Regions from separate parts of the Pan troglodytes genome. Here region 1 is linked to region 2. A link is a contact called in public Hi-C data. All regions are on one chromosome and are shown on one strand. Each heading gives the region's core, a stretch centred on a gene start, on an enhancer-like site or on the middle of the called end of the contact. The rest is flanking DNA. Distances are from core to core; before and after follow the strand shown.

Region 1 (4,094 bases), core at 694-3,193, 360 kb after region 2:
GTGATGGGCAACAGCCACCAGACCGGGTCAGAGCAGGAAGCCAAAGGGCTGCCAGAGGAATGCCATCACAAAGAATGAAATCAGACTCGAAACCAGAGAATGAAGGAGAAAGCAGCTGAGAAAACTGTGTGATACCAACAGGCATCATTCGGTTTCCTCTCAAGAGAATAAAAAGGACTGGGCAACAGGAAAAACTCAACTACAGGAAATCACAGAAGAAATGAAACATGCCCCCGAGTGGTGTCCTCTGGGCCATCAGGGGCGCCAGGAACAGCTCCCTTTGAGTGGGCACCTGGCTCTACGGTGAGTGGTATCTACATTCCTGTCATGGTGCTGGTCGCTGGTGGTTAACTTGCAGAATCACCCTGTAGACAAAGCATGAAAGACCAACCCAGGCTGGAGAAGCAAAGCTATCTGTTACCAAGGTGAAGGAAGAGCTGACCAAAGTTTGAGGGAAGCAAAGTGGAGAGGGCAGCAGGGTCCCAAATGGTCCCCACAGCTTCCTCCTACAACACTAGAGACCAGAGGCATGGATAAGGATCGATCATGAACAAGAAACCCACGCTGTAAATATGCCAAAGGTAAAAATCCAGGAACTGAAAATTGTGATCAACTATCAAAAATGGACAGTGAGAGAAGGAAGGAAGAGAATGGTGTGAGCTGCATCCTCATCCATCATAGGCAGAAGGCAGGAGATAACCTTTGATTTTGACAAAATAATCACCAATTTAAGAACTTGGCAGCACCCACTAGAAGACCTAAAAGCAGAAAAAAGTGAATTAATAGTGGCTGCTTTGGGGAGTGGGTCTGGGAATAGAGAGACAGGACATATAAGCCCCTGAATACTTGCTTTAAAATACATATACATATGTACTATGACAATTTGAAAACAAAAGACTAAAAATGTACAACTATGGTCACTAGAAAAGATAGCCCTTCTGTGTCCTTGGAGTCAGACAGAAAACGCTTCTGGCTAATTTGTAGCTAGAATAAGTAAGACATTTATCTACATTTATTTTGATCCAATCTCCTGAAATTCGCCACATGACTGCTAAATTACTTCTCCATTCCATACTTACTAACTTTAAATCATAATGCTGCTTCCCTTCTGGCTCAACCAATCATTCAAGAACTTTATTTTAAAAAGCTGAACTACACCTCATTTTTCTAGTGGAATTTTATTCTGAGATGAGGCAAAATCTAATATTTTAATAAGTATTTTCCTCTGCATAAACTTAACAATGCAACATCAAATCTTTAATTCAAGCCTTCATTCTCATGCTGCCCCGGACAGAAAAAACATCCAAAAACAAAATGCTTAATTTCATTTAGCAGCATGAAGAATCAACACTATTGCTGGAGAGCTGAGGTGTGATTGATTCCTACAGTCTTGGCTAGTGTCTTCAGGATGCTGCGAAGGCCACAGCTGGAACAAGAAAGGTGGTGGTCAGAAATACCCATGGCTACCTCACAGCCCGGGAGTTTCTGGGAAAGCACCGTCCGCACCCTGGGAAACCCGTCTATTCACGCCGCTTCTCTCCTGTGTAGCCATTAGGGTTAAACTGCAAAAGAACGGCTCAGATGGGCCAGATGGCAGCACAACAAACAGCTCCTCCCTCCCCCACTGCCACGTGCTGCAGCCATGCTTATGTGCCAGGGAGGCGGTGTGCCAGGGAGGCGGCTGAACCCCTTGCTCTTTAAAAGAATGGCCACTGGGGAGGGCAGCAGGTTGTCCCTGCCAGCTGCCTGAGCACAATGGAGACAAACCAGAGGGGGAGCCGCCCTGACACACCACCCGGTCGCTCGCCCTCCTCGCCCATTGCCAGAGGGGCACCCAGAATCCATGCCCACAAAGGTTAATCTGCAAGGTGTCCGGCTGGCAGTCAGGGGGACGGTCCAGCATCAGCCCCATCACCATTCCTTTCCAGGGTTCCAATTTAATGAAGGGGATTAAAGTGACAAAAACAACAAGGCGCTATTGTGCTTGGCTGTGAATAGGAAAGCCACACAAGGGAAGCTTTCATTTATTTATTTATTTAAATGTTGCTTTGCAGATTTTAACAGTCGGCAGAAACCCAGAGCTGAAATGGGTTCCAGCCAGTGGCATACAAAGGAGGACTGTCTTAAAGGGACAGAGCCCTCTTTCCAAGCCAGAGGACGATACATGAGCACACGGCGGGCTCTAGTCTAAAATCCTGCAACCCGCGCTCCACCGGCCACAGGCAGATGCCCGGGGATATGCCATAAAGTTCCATGGAAAACGCAGCTCTCTGACAGCAGGTTCTGCTTGGCAGACACATAGCAGCTGCCAGGACCACACTGTCCTAAATCCCCTTTAAAATACATCACTTGCCTTATTTTTTTCCACTATAATGATTAACCAGCATCCTTCTTATAGCCTCTGCCTTTCAATGGATAAAAAGGTCCATATTTAAACCAACAACGCAGGGAAACATTTTATAAAGTAATTAAGGAGTGAGCCCTCATTTGCGGAGAAGGTAAATATACAAAAGGTAACTACCTTAGTCAGAGTTGCTCCCAGGCCAAGGAGGTCATTGCCATTTCCTTTTCATCCCCTCCAGCTGGCCTGCTGCCAACGGGTGCCCTCATGCTAATCACGGCCACACCCCTTTACAGACCTGGAAGTTTCATAAACACTGAATACACACACACACACACACACACACACACACACACACACGCTCCTTCTCTCTTAACCTTAAGCTCTGCCTAAAACACCAGTGGCAGTAATGAAATAAAGCACCCAGCTTTTCTACAGCCTCTACAGAAACTGCCACCTGCTCAGAGGAGAACAACTGGCTATTTACAAACCAGGCTTTGGGTTCAAAAGCGCGCATCTGGGAAACCATCTTGTTCCTCCAACCTCCAAAGATACAGTGATCATGGCATGAGGGCTAAGAAACTCCAAATATCCTGAGCACTGGTTCCAGTATTCAGCACTTACTCGCCACATACCTGTGTCAATCCTACTAGTTAGACCTTAAACAAACCAGCGTGTTCACCTCCCTCTGCACTACCCTATGGGTGTAAGACACTTTGTCTCCCAGAAAATCCCAGTGACTTATAATTTGAAAAACTTCAAAATACTGGAAACAACTCAGGCTTTGGAGACATACCAATGTTCAACAAACTGCTAATCTCTCTGGGCCTCAGTTTTGTCCAGCTGTAAAATGGCACTGCAGTTATTAGCACTGTTGTGAGGAATGCGTGACGGAAAAGATAAAGCTGTGAGCACAAATAGGTGCCCAACAAATGCCAAATGTTTTTCCTTTATCTGCATACCCAATTCGTCTTCCTCTTTTGCTTCTTTCTAACAATGTCATCATTGACGCATTCAGCCTGCATTTACTGCTTGCCTACTAGGTGGAAGGCAGCGGGGGTACAACACTGAAGAGACAGATCTGGTTCCTTCCAGCAGGAGCAGCAGTCCCTGGAAGCATCCACTGAGAAGGTGATGACTTCAGGTGTGCATGTTAACGAGGGATCATGCACAAGGCTGTATGAATCCACAGCATGGGTGCCTCACCCAACTTCTGGGACGGATCCGGGGACTGCCACTCTACAGGGAGTGGTCTTGGGTCCTAAGCCTAGCTTGGGGCCACACTCACCAGCTGGATGACCCTGGGCAAGTTACTTCGGCTATCTGTGCCTCAAAGCAAACAGTAAGCTAAGAGGTTGCTTCCTGAGCAGAGTACTGTTTAAAATGACTACAGCTTTTATATCACTTGGGGAACATAAAAATGACCCACAATAATACAAAATCTGGTAAGTTAAAAACTATAGGATAAGAAGGCAGTGCTGTGAGGCATGGCTAACAACTGCAGGTAAGGCAGCAAACAAGAAAAAAAAAAACAGTCGAGGAGTCAAAGATAAAGTTCTTACAGATCATTACTGCAAGTGGAGAATGGGTTGGTTTAGGGGAACTTTTTTCCCCTCACTGAGAAAAGTAATTTTCAACTTTCACAAAACTCCATGCTGACATTACAAATATGTGGGGTCAGATCTTTAAGGCAGGGATAAGAATGCAACCAAAATCCAGTGTATCTTTCAGGTAAAATGTAACGGAAGAGAGA
Region 2 (3,998 bases), core at 179-2,678:
AGCAGGTTCGCCTCGCCGCCGGTCACTGCGCTCCAGTAGAAGCCGCTCTCCTGCAGCTTGCGCACTGCGTTCACCACCAGCTGGTACTCGCTCTTGGAGCTGAAGGTCTTGAGGCGCAGGCTGGTGTCCAGGGGGCGGCTCATCCCGGCGGCGGGAAACTTGCTGTGGGTGACCATGGCGCACGGAGCCAGCGTGGATCTGCGCGGCGGCGGCTGCAGCTGCTTCGCGGCCTCCGCACAGCGGCCGCTACCGCATCCCGGGGGGCTGCGGAGAGGAAGGCGCGAGCGCGTGAGTGCCCGGAACCCTCCAGCGCGCCCGGCCCGCCCCGGCTCCCCTGCCTTCGCCGAGCGACTGGGGCACCCACTGCCCCGGGGGCCCTCTCCTGGGCCCGCGCTCCGATCCAGGCGCCTCACGGAGCCCGCACGGCTCCCGCCCCTGCCGGCAGGGTGGCCCCGGGCAGCCCCTTCCCAGGCGCGCACTGCAAGGGCGCAGCGTGGGAAACTCGCGCGCGGAAGTTAGGTCTCCAGGAGTGTGGCCGGGTGGGGAGCAGGAGAAGGGCCCCCGGGACTGCCTGGGCGCCGCTCAGTCCAGTAGCCCCGGGCGGTGTGGACGGAGGGAGAAACCCGAGGCACGGGGGTAGGGAGGGGACAGGAGAAGCCCGAAGGCCCCAGCCGGAGTATTCCGGGAACCTGGGATCTCCGGCTTCCATCCGCTCTGCCCCTACCTCGTCACCTCCCTGCCGGGAATGACCCGGGAAGGGGAGGGGAAACCGGGAAAAGCTCCCGGGACTGAGCGAGACCCCTCCCCACGCCGCGCTCCTCCTTCCTACCTGGTCCCGAATCGAAGTCTCCGTCCTTGGGGCTGAGCCCCCTCGGGTCCCCAAGGCGACGCGGCGGCGAGACGGCCAGCGGTGGCCCGCGCTGCGCCCAGATGTTGGCGGCCGTGAAGTCCACAAAGGAGCCTTCGCGCGCGCGTCCCTCGAGCTTCCCCTGGGCGCCCGCCCTGCCCCCTGCGCACCCCCGGACCAACCGGGAGGGGACCAGGAGAGGGACCGCGGCAAGGGGCCGCGGCGGGAGCTGGACCGGGCGGGCGGCGGGCGGCTGGCTGCGTGCGGGGCCGAAGCGGCGGCAGCGGAGCAGGGAGTCCAAGTCGGAGCCGCCGCGGAGGCCGCGCTCGCGGGTATATAGGCGGCCGCCGCGCCCCGCCCCCCGATTCCTGGAACTGCGCGGCCGGCCTTCTTGTAATGTTTAGTCACTACTCGCAGCAGAGAAAGGCTGAGCGCGGAGGGTGAGGGAGGGGCCGCGGGCGCCGAGGGCGGGCCGCGAGCAGGGGCAGGGACCGGGAGGGACGCGCGCGGAGACAAAGCGCGACGAGAGGCGGCCGAGGCGGCCGGTGGGCGCGGCGCCAGCCCCGGCGGCGCGTTCCTGGCAGCGGCCCCTCCCCGCCGCGCGCTCCGCCCCCAACTTCTCATTCACACTTTCCCCCCACCCCCCTCCCTTCTAAGAAGGCTAATTTCTGGCAGAGGCGGGGGCGCCGCTTCGGGAGAGCGGGCAGTTCTAGGAGGCCGACCTGGAGAGCCTCCCGGTTCCCCTTCCCCTTTTCCCGGACCCCGTGGGGACACCCCCTCGCCGCCACCCGGGCCTCCCCGAGGGCCCAACTGCGGGTCAGGCGGCCCGGGCCAGCCGAAAGGGAAGTGGGGCTACCCCACAGCCAGGCAGCGGGGCTGGGGTCAGACCCGGGAGCCGGAGGTTGGAGACGTGCGACAGTCACCTGCGGGCAGATTCCAGAGGGGAGACCCAGGGCTGCAGGGGACGCCCCTTCGTGGCAGCTACCCAGCCTCGGCCCACTGCCAGGTTCTTTGCCAACCCTGACGCGAGTGTGGAGCCCCCCTCCCCTCCCCTATGAAGACGCTTTCATGCACTGGGGTCTGCAAACCTCGTTGGTCCGGTGTGGGTTGGGCCAGGTGCTCTCGGCCGGGCTGGAGAGCTCGAGGTGGAACGATGGCCCCAACCTACGGCCCGCGTCCGCCAGAGGGCGCCCTGGGGTCTCCTAGGGGAGTGCAGTTTGGTGCTGCGCGGCCCAGGCCTTGGAATAGGCACGCCAGGGGTCTGCGGGAATGGCTGTCTCCGGAGCTGGAAAGGTGGCCGAGAAGGGGGAATTCACACCCCAGGCTGGGGTCAGACCTGGGAATAAAATTCTAGCAGGAGAGAATTTCCGGAAAGCAGTTTTCAGGGGTTCAGGCTACTGCCAGATGGCCCACACCCCCTGGAATGTGACCCCCTGCCTCTCTTGGGGTGGGGGGAGGACTTGATCACTGGCGGGGAGGGGGTAGAGGGGAGGAGAGGAAGTGATTGAGGTGAAAGATTGCTTTGCTGTTGGTCACGTTGGCACTGATGTAGATAGTTTGGGCTTGGAGACCCGGGGCCAGCCTTATGAAGGATGGCAAGTTTTGTCATCTTGTCCCCAAATGGGCTGTGTGGTGCTGGAGACACCCGAGAGCTGCCTCCGTGGCATTTAGATTTTCACCTCTCGGGATGCAGACGCTGTGGGCCTGGGGCCCTGCGCTCTTCCTAGATACCAGGATAATGAGGTGGTGAAAGGCAAGGAAGAGACTGCCGCCAGGGACAGGGAGCTTGGGATGCCAGAACCCAGAACTGGCCCTTTTGCCGGCCCTGGAATTGATAGGTGCGCACTGCCTTTGCCACTGTATCCTCAGTCCGTGCCATCACCTCTCCCCAGCATGTGCTGGGGACTCAGTGAGATTTGGACAAGACACACAGTTTCTCTGGGCTTCCGTTTTGCCACCTGTAAAACTGGAGCCCGAACCTTTTCCTTCCCTTTGGCAGGCGGAGGCGAGAGGATCACTTGAGCATATAGGCATTCAAGACCAGCCTGGGCAGCAAAGTGAGCACCCCCATCTCTGCAAAAAATAGAAAAAAGTTAGCTAGGAGTGGTGGCCTGTGCCTGTAGTCCCAGCTACTTGGGAGGCCGAGGTGGAAGGATCGCTTGAGCCAGGGAGGTCAAGGCTGCGGTGAGCCATGATCGTGCCACTGCACTTTAGTCTGGGCAACAGAGTGAGACCCTGTTAAAAAAAATAAAATAAAATAAAATAAAAAGGGCCAGGCATGGTGGCTCATGCCTGTAATCCCAGCACTTTGGGAGGCTGAGGCGGGTGGATCACGAGGTCAGGAGATCGAGACCATCCTGGCCAACATGGTGAAACCTCGTCTCTGCTAAAAATACAAAAATTAGCTGAGTGTGGTGGCACATGCTTGTAATCCCAGCTACTTGAGAGGCTGAGGCAGGAGAATCGCTTGAACCAGGGAGTCAGAGGTTGCGGTGAGCCGAGATCGCGCCATTGCACTCCAACCTGGCGACAGAGCTCTGTCTCAAAAAAAAAAAAAAAAAAAAAAAAAGAAAAGGAAGAAAGAAAAAGAACCTTTTGCCATAAGAGATTTGAAATTAAAAAAAAAAAAGATTCTGCACATCAAAGCGTGATAGAAATAGAAGCAACCCAGTTAGTTCAACTCTCCCTCCAGCTTATTAGGAGAGCAGAGGAGGAAACTGGTTTATTCAACACATTTCACAAATATTGAGCTCCATGCACCAGGCACTGGGCCGGGCATTGATATATAATGATGAGTAGGACCTGGTCTTTGCCCTCACAATGCTTGCAGGGTAATGAAATGGATTCTCCTTCTCTCTGTAATCAGTTCATTCTTTTTCTCATCCATTCAGTGTTACGTGGCTGCATGACCATACACTTCTGGGTAGAGCCCAGTGGAAGACAAAGAAGACTCAAGGAATAGCCCTTGAGGTAATGGATGAGAAAGTGCTTTGTAAATTACAATGCTCTGACACAAGTCAAGTTCATTCATCCATTCCATAAACCTTTGCTGAGAGCCTGCTTTTGCCAGGCACAGGGCAAAGTGCTGGAAGACAGAAGTGCTGGGTGAATCCTGCAGGGGGAGATGGCCGAGGCAATCGGCATGGAGCCC

The links. A called contact is a pair of places that touch in the nucleus more often than the background predicts.
Region 1: a contact with region 2 is called in a Hi-C map of stem cell-derived neural progenitor cells, with 2.5 times the contacts expected there. The contact joins the enhancer-like site here to the promoter of SOCS3 in region 2. A contact is called at or near these places in 1 of 7 Hi-C or Micro-C datasets (stem cell-derived neural progenitor cells) and 1 of 1 datasets of contacts at active chromatin or transcription factors (stem cell-derived excitatory neurons).

Annotation. Positions count from the first base shown.
Region 1 is chr19:91,727,373-91,731,466 of NHGRI_mPanTro3-v2.0_pri, forward strand. The region is part of intron 1 of CYTH1 (cytohesin 1); the gene reads right to left. Among named protein-coding and RNA genes, the nearest start is that of CYTH1, 65 kb to the right of the region's middle. Within about 2 kb of position 1,944, at least 15 of the 24 cell types and tissues checked have an H3K27ac peak or open chromatin away from gene starts, as enhancers often do. A contact at or near this core is called in stem cell-derived neural progenitor cells, where this site is marked.
Region 2 is chr19:91,372,604-91,376,601 of NHGRI_mPanTro3-v2.0_pri, forward strand. SOCS3 (suppressor of cytokine signaling 3) reads right to left here and starts at 1,429. Exons shown (of 2, transcript XM_001157032.8): 1 at 830-1,429; 2 at 1-264. The coding sequence starts at 176.